Linked DNA regions of Mus musculus: region 1 is linked to region 2. The links are chromatin contacts, called in public promoter capture Hi-C maps. All regions are on one chromosome and are shown on one strand. The core of a region is the stretch at or near the end of the contact, and the rest is flanking DNA. Distances in the headings are between cores, read along the strand shown. Region 1 holds the start of Wwc1 (WW, C2 and coiled-coil domain containing 1). Region 2 holds the start of Kcnip1 (Kv channel-interacting protein 1).

Region 1 (5,034 bases), core at 517-3,016, 2.1 Mb before region 2:
AGAGGCAGGAGGATGCTGAGCTCAAGGCCACCCTGGACTGCATAGCAAGAATCTAAAAAAACATTACAAACCCTCGATCTAAATACAATGAAGCATTAATGGTTGACCCTTCAACCATTGGTTTCACCGGTGCTAGGGTGCTTGTGTCTCTTCTTAGCTCCATCCCTGGCCATCTTGAAGTTCAGTGTCCTCATCTCCAGAACGAGGAGAAGTACAGTACCCTATCCAGGGCTTTGTCGTGAAGATTAGCTGAGATCATACTTGAAAACGCAAGCCTCGTATCAGATCAGCACGTGTTGGAAGTGATGGTTCGTTCACACTTGTGATCTCACACTTGGGAGGCAGAGGTAGGAAGGGGAGATAACCATAGTATAAGGCCAGGCAGAGCGAGGTCTCCCAGGCAAAAACTCAAAACAGATTGGCTGGTTTGGTTCAGTGAGGATGCATGCCTGGAGTTTGATCCTAACAGAACGGGGGAAGGAGGGCACTAGAAGTACTTATAATTGTGAAGGCTTTGCCCATCACAGGAAGTCTGGAGGGAGAACTCCCCAGCAGTTGGGTGGGTGGTGAGGACCTCCCTGAGATCTGAGATCCCTGGCTTCGAAGTATAATATTGATGGGATGGAGGAGGAGCTACACCCGTCCCCTATGTCCTCAGGGCATTTAGATTTGAGGAGCCCACCCTAAAACGCCTTGTGTATCAAACAGGGGATCCCCACACAGTACAGGGAGTTAACTGGTTACTCCCCACATTAAGGGATTGATTCAGACAAGGCGCTGGACTTCGTTCTTCCAGTCCAGTTTCCTGCCTCAGGCACAGTTACATTTGCACTGGGGGAAACACCAAACCTAAGAGGGAACTTTTTCCCCTTAATTCAATATTGCTAATGTCTCAAGACATTTACTTATTCTTGTTTCAGGGTTTGCCTTTTCTTTTCTCCTTTCTTTTCTCCTTCCTTCCTTCCTTCCTTCCTTCCTTCCTTCCTTCCTTCCTTCCTTCCTTCCTTCCTTCCTCCCTCTCTCTCTCTTTCTTTCTTTCTTTCTTTCTTTTCCTTCTCTCTCTTTCTCTCTCTCTCTCTCTCTCTCTCTCTCTCTCTCTCTCTCTCTCTCTCCCTCTCCCCCTCCCTTTCCTTCCTTCCTTATTTATTTATTTATTCCCCCCCCCCGTGTTTGCTAGTTTGACTCAGCCTGGAACTTTTGGATTTAAGTAATCCTTCTTCAGCCTCTTGAGTAGCCGAGAGACAGGTGCACTTCACTATGACTGGCAAAATATGTCCTTCCTTCTCCTCCCTTGCCACCCGCTGGAAGTCCTCTTAGGAAGCAGATCCATAGCATTCCTAATTTTAGGGACCCTAAGGAAAGCCAGCTACATTTGCAAATTACGGAGAGGAGGGTTGAAACAACACGGGGAGAACTGAATAGGAGGAAGACAGATGGTGTGAGTGCTGGGGGGGAAGGGACGAGAGATCCTGGAAAACTTATGTTCGCCGATTTGCAAGAATGTTTTCACTTAACCACTTCTTGCCTGACTCCTGGTTCTCAATCACAGAAAACAGGGTGTGTCAAGATTTGGGGCCACACGCGCCAAGAGCCCGGACACTCTGGCGTAGAGAGAGCCTAGCCTCCTGGGGCAGAACGGGGTGGTCGGCGATTGGGACTGTCCCACGAGGGGGCGCGTCTCGGGCTCTAGGACCCGCCCTCGCCGCGCTGGGCGCGGGGAGGAGACCCGGGAACCCTGGAGCCCGGCGCTCCGCCTCCCGTTTCCGGGGCAGCGCAGTTACCTGCACCGCCGGAGCCACACCTGGCGGAGGCAGAAGTCTCGGGGCGCGCGGCGGGGCTCCGGCAGAGGCTGCGGGCGGCGGCGGCGGCGGCGGCGGCGTGGAGCGCAGCGCGCAGCGGCAGGGGCAGGCAGGCGGCGGCTCGGGCCGCTCTCCTGGCTGGCTGGCCGCGGACTCGGGCCGGCTGGGCGCCGCGGCGGGCGCACATGGCAGCGTGAGAGGCGGGCGGCGTGGGGCTGGGGCCGCAGGGCCGCATGGACAGAGGCGCCACCCCGGCCGGCCCCCGTTAGGGCCCCCGATCCGTGGGCGCCACTCCCCGATCATGCTGCCTCGGCGGCCGCCTGGACCCAAAGCGGCCAGCCCGAGCCGCTGAGCCCCGTGGCGGCTGCGAGCTGCATGGGGGAGCGCGGGCCAGGCTCGGGAAGATGCCCCGGCCGGAGTTGCCCCTGCCGGAGGGCTGGGAGGAGGCGCGCGACTTCGACGGCAAGGTCTACTACATAGATCACAGGAACCGCACCACCAGCTGGATCGACCCGCGGGACAGGTAGGACCCGGAGTGCTCCGACCCGGACCCGGCACCGCGCCTGGGCCGCACCTGCCCTTAGTGTGCAGGGGGACTCTGCGTGTCTCTTAACAGGTCTTAGTTTGCCCCCTCTACATCCTCACCCCTCCTTGAGCTGTACAGGAGTACAAAGCTCTGAAGAGCTGCAGAGAGGGGCGGACGCCAAGCAGACTGCCGGCAGCCAGTCCCAGGTGGAGGACTTAGGCCCTTGTAGCACCTGCCCAGAGTTTTGACCTTAAGCTCTAGCAGGGTCCCCGGCTCATTTAGAAAGCGACGTCTGGCCAGGGTGAAGGCAAAGACCAAAACCAGATGAAGCGAATCTTCCCTGGGAACTCCCTTGGCTGAGGAGGGGTGATCTGGCATGGAGGGGTGGTAGGGAGCCCACGGGTCGCTGGGAAACTACTGGAGGAAGGACATTCTGGCGAAGAGAAAGCAGCTTTTTTGACAGGTGCTTCGTTGGCTGCCGAGAAAAGCTTTGGAGCAAGTCTGGGGAAGCCGGAGGTGGGAGGGGAGGGAGGGAGCGCGGGGGAGGGCAAAAGAGGGAGACTGGTTCTCCAGGAATCTCACAGCAAGTTGGAAGCTGTTAGGATGCAGATAGAGGTGAGAGGCCTCTGGCAAAGCCCTGCCTGCCCTAGCCTCCTCTCCTCCCTTCCTTCTGGGGCCAGAGGCTTCTCCACAATCCTGACCTTGGTGGGCACCTCGCTGGGTGTGCGTAGCATGAGCTTTTCCTGAGGCAGGTAGTCTTATCATCCCAGACTCCTTCCCACTTTCAGTTACTCACACCTGGCCCACATCTGCCCAGGAAGGAGGGGAGTCGTCCTTTGCCAAGAAGGAGTGTGGTCAAAGTATCCTAGGAATGTTAGATTTTCACTTGGTCTGTGACCTTGGGGGTTTGGTGCACGTAAAGCCACCCAGGATGAATTTTTTGAGCCTTTCATTTTATGGGGTTCAGATGAAGGGGATCTGAGACATCCAGAATGGGGTGTATAGCAAGATGAGGGTTAAAGAAAAACGTAGGAAGCAATGAGTTCACTTCCTCATGAGTTCGTTCGTTCATTCATTCATTCATTCATTCATCGTTTCTTGAGTTCCTACTCTGCTCAGCGCTAGTACTACAGAGTGTTAGACAGGCTGCTTTGATCTTTTGGCCTCAGTTTCCCCTTGTGTCTGATGAATGGTTTGCTTGGGAAGGAAGGAGTGATAGTGGAAACTCAGAAGCTAGACAGACAGGCCAGCCAGGGCTACACAGTGAGACCCAAAAGTTGGAAAGTTTTTAGAAAACGCAAGCCCAGTTCCTTCCCACATGCCTCACTCCACCTCTTCCCCCTCTCTTTCTCTGTGTGTGTTTAATAACGGTGTGTATGCCTGCTTGACAGTGTGTGTGCATATGGAGGTGGGTGGACAATTGTTACAGTCTAGTAGCTCCTTCCACTTCACAGCCTCCGTTTATCAAAGTCAGGGGTCAGGCTCAGGGGCAAACCGCTTAACCCACGAGCCATCTCACCAACTATCAACTCCAATTTCCCCTTGCTTGTTTGTTTGTGTATTGCTTCAAGATAAGATCTTACTGGGTATCCTTGGCTGGCCCAGAGATCTACCTGCCTCTGCCTCCAGATGGTTGGGATTAAAAGTGAGCACCACTTTACCCAGCTTATTTCCCCGTGTTTAAACGTAAGAGAAAAATCTGGAACCCAGAGATGTGATTTGCTCCTAGTGTTTGGCTATTTCCACTTACAAATTGTCCTTGTGCTCTGCCTTTTAACCTCTAATCTTGTCTAGTTCTCCCCAGGCCTCTCAGAGCGAGGTACTCCAGGGGGCTTTGTAACTGTGTTGGGAAGCTTGGCAACTTGTTACCCCTTAGAACAGACAACTTCAAGTTTATGTGTCCTCCAGCATAAGTCCCTGCAGCTGAGCCCAGGGTGCTGTGTGAGCCCAGGGTGCTGTGTGAGACAGGGTGCTGTGTGAGCCAAGGTGCTGTGTTTGTGGATGAGCACTGCTTTGCCAGCCTTGATGATGACCGAGCATCTGAGAGAATAATACAACATAGAAAACTTCTCAAAAAATGCCAGTCATGCGTTGCCCTTGGAAGAGGGCAAGTGGGTAGCTTCCCAAGAACTGATTTGACTAGAAGGTAATAATATGCCAGGTTGTAGAGGTGTGTGCCACATGTGTGGCTTTCTGGCTACCTGAACTGTTGCTTAATGCTTGCCTTTACACCAAGTCATTAAAAAATGTTTTTTTTTTTATCATTTTTACTCATGGGAAACTAGCAATCTCTAGTGCCATCAATAGAAAAGAATCTTTAAAAAGATACACCTCTACGTTGCCTACACTACTTACTATGAATCACCGTCTGCACCAGGCCAGGCCCAGCAACCTCTGCGTTCAGCAGACTGCCTTGGTGAGATGTCACAGCCATAGCAGTGCTTGCCGGAGCTGCGCACAGTCTTTACTTTTGCCTGCCTCTCCATCCCGCCTGCACTGAGTTTCTATGAAGCCCCGAGCTTGGGGTCAGGGCTGCAGATCACTCTTGTGGCCAGCCAGCCTTGAGAGTTTGGGGGCACAGCTTCTCCATCTTTAAAATCTCTTGTATGCCTGGTTAGAGGTTGTCCCTTTTAACCCTGCCAAGGTGGGCATGGGCTCGTAGCTTAACCTAGGTGAGGTTTGAGGGCTTCCCTTTCCGTGGGTGATGGT
Region 2 (5,414 bases), core at 1,610-4,109:
CAATCCCCAGTAAACTCTTCCTTCTATTAGTTGCCTTGGACATGCTATCTCTTCATAGTTAAAAGAATATAACTAAGATCCTAGCCAAAACCAAAGCCAACAACAAAAAGCTCTCATTTTCCTTCCAACCTCACCCCCCACCCTCCATAGAGTGACTACATCTGTGTCAGACCAGCAGCTGAACGGATATGGTAGTGCTATGGCAGCACACAGGGAAAGCCAAATAGGAAAAAAGGCAATGAAATCAGAGGTTGTAAGGTAGGAAGGGGGAGCTTCAGTTGCTTCCTTTTGGAAACTTCAAAGGAGGCACTGGCTGGGCACCAGGAGAGGTTTCTGGTGGACATGAGATGTGAAATAGATCAAAGCTAGAGAGAGCTCGGGATGTGGGATACGCTAGGCAGAGGAAGGGCCATAGAGGGCGCCTCTAGGCAATAGGGAGCGCTTGTGTGGCTAGATCTCCCAAAGGCTGACCAATAGACAGGAAGAATTGGTAGACAAGGCCAGGCTACAAAAGGTTTGGTGGTTGGAACTTCACACTGTTAACTTCATACTATGTCCATGGCTCAGAGACAACCAAATCTATACCTCTAGGAGAACTTAGCCGTGTCTGGTCCGTAAAGCAGGGGGATTCTCCTGTAGGCTGCTTCTTCGGAGGATTGTAGCAACTAAACGAGAGGGGCATCCTGGCCTTTGGTAACCTCTCAAATACTATCCTGCGTATGAGGATTCAAATCATGTGACTAGCAGAGCCAGTGGGGGGCAGTTTGGTAGGTCTCCATATGATACCTTTGAGGAACTTGTAAAGATGCCTGAGGCAGCACCACATTCTCTCCATCAAGGCCTTCCTCTGTTCCTTGAGTCACAGTAGACTAGTTATCTTCCAGGAACCCCAACTTAAGGCTTCCCTGCCTTTTCTAGAGGACAAGAAAGAAGAACCGCCTCCTATGTCTGTCACCATCCAGTACTGCGGGGGAAACGGCTCAGGCAAGCCTGAAACACCTGGTAGAGAGTCTACGCTTTGACCTAGGCGGAACTCAGAGCAGACCTTTCAGCCCAGAGGTCCCCTAGTGCCTTCATTTGCCAACATAAATGACCCTAGGAGATTATGACAGAGCCCTGAATAATAAGTTCTGGCTGGACAACCTCAGATAAGTCCCTAATTCTGAACAAGCCTCAGTTTCTCTCCATGGTGATGGCAGGCCTGAAGCAACTAGCCTATGGGGTCTTTGTGAGCATCACATGGGTGGTGCAATCCCATAGCAGTGGGCATTGCAAATGAAAGGCATATGTAATACTGAGTGCATTATTCCCCCCAACCCCCGCTGCACAAAACAGGACTCATGTTGGGATCTGAGCAAGGGGTAAGTGTTGCTGAGGTGAAGCACGCTATTCTGAGTCCCTGAGCCAAGGCGCTGGCCAGCTGTGGGGGCAGCTAATGGGCTCGGTGCCTGGAGTCAGACCACACTCCTGTATGTGCAAGCTTATGTATTGTGAAGGAGCTGATGACTCTGCTCTGAGAGCACATGTGAGGGTCTTAGCTGGGGTCTTACAGGTGCACACCCCACCCACCTCATGTGTATTATGGGTTTGGAGTCTGTGTGCAGCATCTCAATATCTGTGTGGGCATGAGGGACCTGTGCCCATATGTTCATGGTTGCATATATGTGTGCGTGTTTATGACGCCATATGTTAAGGGATGCTGTGAGCTCCCAACACAGCATGTGTCTGTGTGCTGCAGAGGAAATGACTGGACAGGGGTCTGGAAAGAGAGGGGGTTGGGGATTCTCAGTGCAAACACAGAGGGAATCCTCAGTGAATGTCCAGGCAGACAGGGCAGACAGGCAGCTAGGCTGGGGAAGAGGAAATTCAAAGCTTTCTAGGGAGACACCTGTCATCAGTTGCCACCAGGAGTTGCCACAGGTCCTCCATCATTGCCTTTTCAGTGGAAAGCTGAAGTGGGGCTTGAGGGTTCTTGCCACCTGAAGGGAAGGTCATGGAAGGAAGATTGCTTTCTAAATTCAAGAGTTACCCCCTGGGTTCCTAACTCAAGTACTGTCCCCACAGGTGTCTGATTTGCAGGTGACAGAGCAAACACACACACACACACACACACACACACACACAGAGAGAGAGAGAGAGAGAGAGAGAGAGAGAGAGAGAGAGAGAGAGAGAGAGAGAGAGAACACAAAGAGGGGGTCAGGTAGCAAGAGCCTAAGGGGACCCACAGCTACTTCTCGTCCCACTTCCCCCACTTCCTGTCACTAGAAATGAGCTCTGGTCCTAGGGGATTCTGCAGGTCCCCAACACCTCCTACAGAGTTCAAAGGAGCCCTTCTTCTTGATGACAACTCTCTTTAGGTGGGGCAGACTTTACTCCACACCAGAAAGGTAGGCAGTGGTTAAATGATTTTCTCTAAAGTCAAATGAAATCTTAATGCCCTCCCTTTCTCTCTCTCTGTCTCTCTGTCTGTCTCTCTGTCTGTCTCTCTGTCTCTGTCTCTGTCTCTGTCTCTGTCTCTCTCTCTCTCTCTCTCTCTCTCTCTCTCTCTCTCTCACACACACACACACACACACACACACACTCACTCACTCACTCACACTCACATATTTATATTCATCCTGGGGGTCACCTGCTGCCTCCTACCCAAGCTGCACCCACCAGCCAGGTGCCTGATCACATCTGTCTGCCCAGAAGGACATCCCCGGTGTCCCGCACAGCCAGGAGTAGAGCCTTGTAGACAGCAGGGCCAGGTCCCCACCCCGCCCCTCTGCGGTCCCCAGGCGGCCTCCGCCGCCTCCCCCACCATCCCCCGCGCCTGGTTCTGAGCCCCGCTCTACTCCGCACCAGTCCCTGGCGCTGTTCATTCATGATTGGTACTCGGCCCCCTGAGATCCAGCCCGAGCGCGGGGCGGAGCGGCCGGGTGGCAGCAGGGGCGGGCGGGCGGAGCGCAGCTCCCGCACCGCACGCGGCGCGGGCTCGGCAGCCTCGGCCGTGCGGGCACGCCGGCCCCGTGTCCAACATCAGGCAGGCTTTGGGGCTCGGGGCTCGGGCCTCGGAGAAGCCAGTGGCCCGGCTGGGTGCCCGCACCGGGGGGCGCCTGTGAAGGCTCCCGCGAGCCTCTGGCCCTGGGAGTCAGTGCATGTGCCTGGCTGAAGAAGGCAGCAGCCACGAGCTCCAGGCGCCCCGGCCCCACGTTTTCTGAATACCAAGCTGCAGGCGAGCTGCTCGGGGCTTTTTTGCTTTCTCGCTTTTCCTCTCCTCCAATTCAAAGTGGGCAATCCACACCGATTTCTTTTCAGGGGAGGGAAGAGACAGGGCCTGGGGTCCCAAGACGCACACAAGTCTTCGCTGCCATGGGGGCCGTCATGGGCACTTTCTCCTCCCTGCAGACCAAACAAAGGCGACCCTCTAAAGGTAAGCACTCTGTCCTCTATTTACTCCCCTGGATAGGTTTGGGGGCACTGGGTGTTGTGTTGGGATGAAACGTCTGTCTCTCTTAGTTCCAAACCCACTGTCCGTGAGGGTTTTGGACAACCTCATGAATCCAAGGAATTAAGAGCCTCGTGGGAGGGTTGGTGTGAACACCCAGGGGTAGCAGCCGAAGTGGACGCTGGCCCCAGCAGGGGTGTGGGTACCCTTCTCTTCTAGGGAATGTATTGGAGCAAGACAGGCAGATTCACAGGTGGAGAAAACTGCGTTCTCTGGGGTGGGCGGAAATGTTGGGAGGCTCTTCCCACTCCCATGAGGGCTGATGTTGGTGCAACCTCGAACATCCAGCAAGGGTGCCTCCTTGGGAATGGCCATGCCTTGCCAGGTGCTGACTTGGGAATCTAATCATGAGGAAAACGGTGATTTACCGGTCCATCCTTAAAACCTCTGCAAGCCAAAAGGAATCAGCTACGTCCAGGTGGTAGAGCCCCCAGGCGGGTCCTGGGACACAAGCAGTCTGTAGGAAAAAACAAATAGCAGGGCTGTGCTGCTATGGTGGTCTGAGGACTTCAGAGGAATGGGGAGAACTGTCAAAAGGGGGGCTGGGGCGACAAGCTCACATATCCTGAGATGTCCCTGTCAGGAGCCTGCCTTTCTCCAGCTGTGGCATGCCCATCTTCAGTGGGACAGTTATTAGATGGCCACGTGGAGTCAAGTGACCTTGTTGGGCCAAAAGCACACAATGCAGGCCCCCTTTTCAACAGGCAGAAAGTTGCTTATAGAAACAAGAAGACTGGAAACAAATCAGAAAAAAAAAAAAAAGATAATGACAGGCTTGGTTTGCTTAATGCTCAAAAGCCATTGAAGATAGCAGAAGGGTTCTAAATAGTTTCACACTTAAATATCCAAGTTCTGATGTTTAATATATTCTGACTACAGGTGGGGGCACAACACACACCTTATCCTGGCTAGTGACCAGAGCTGTGTTAGGGTGATAGTGGGACCTGTTTCATCTCATCTTGGTTGGGATCATACACAGAGATACCCAGGAAGAGAGGGTCAGTCCTCAGAGACAAACTGACAAATAGGAAGACATCTTCAGGTGCAGATCCCAGGTGATAAGACCAGGCTTGCGTGACAGACCGGAAACGGAAGGGGCTTTAGCTTATCTGTTAGGTTCTTTGCCCTGCACGGAAGGCATTGGTACCTCTCAGTAGCCCCAGAGAAAGGCAGGTCTGCAAACCTTTTTCCCTGGGTTTTGGTACTCTGAGCTCTGCCTCTCTTGGATCCTGAGGTGCTGCTTAACACCAAGCAAGTTGGTTCTTGCTTCAACACCAAGTCCAAGTCAGCTCCCTACTCATCTTTCTTAACAACATGAGGTCCCACAGGCAGTGGAGGGCACTGTCCGGCACAGTTAACTTGGGTTTATTTAAAATTACCTACAATGTCCGTATCTCCTTGAGAGGTAGCGAGGCACCCAGAGGAGAGGTCTGTGTCTCTATAACCCAGCAGAGTGCAGGGGGAATCTCATCCCGATCACTTCAGTCGTGGGCCTTGAGCAAATACCACTCTCTATAAGTCTCAATTGTCATCCACATCCAATGGATGAGGATGCTGCCCTCATGAACGCCGGCGAATATGGAGGGAGGGATACCTCATCTCATTCACTATGCAGCAAATGGAGGGATGACTGATGGCCACGGAGGACTCAGGGGTCACCATCTGCCATTCCAGTCTCTCACTGCCAAATCCAGATCACCTGGGAACAGCTCCTGCAGGATTCCAGAGGCCACAGGACTATTTTCTCTCTCCTAAGAACTTAAGAAAGAGGAGAGTTATTGCCACTCACTATGTGTTCCACCACGGAGTGCCTGGCGCAGTGTTGGATCCAAATATTCTCATTTGCTCTTTGTAAGAGTGTTCGGGGTCACTGGCTGGGTCCCCAAGCTAACTCTTTTTCAGAGCAGTAGACTTTAGCCTGAGC

The links. Promoter capture Hi-C pulls out the DNA fragments that hold promoters and counts their contacts.
Region 1: a contact with region 2 is called in a promoter capture Hi-C map of embryonic stem cells, with 4 times the contacts expected there. The contact joins the promoter of Wwc1 here to the promoter of Kcnip1 in region 2.

The regions. Positions count from the first base shown.
Region 1 is chr11:35,977,259-35,982,292 of GRCm38.p6, reverse strand. It overlaps Wwc1 (WW, C2 and coiled-coil domain containing 1), which reads left to right and starts at 1,766. Exons shown (of 23, transcript NM_170779.2): 1 at 1,766-2,322. The coding sequence starts at 2,204.
Region 2 is chr11:33,841,131-33,846,544 of GRCm38.p6, reverse strand. It overlaps Kcnip1 (Kv channel-interacting protein 1), which reads left to right and starts at 2,859. Exons shown (of 9, transcript NM_001190885.2): 1 at 2,859-3,415. The coding sequence starts at 3,355.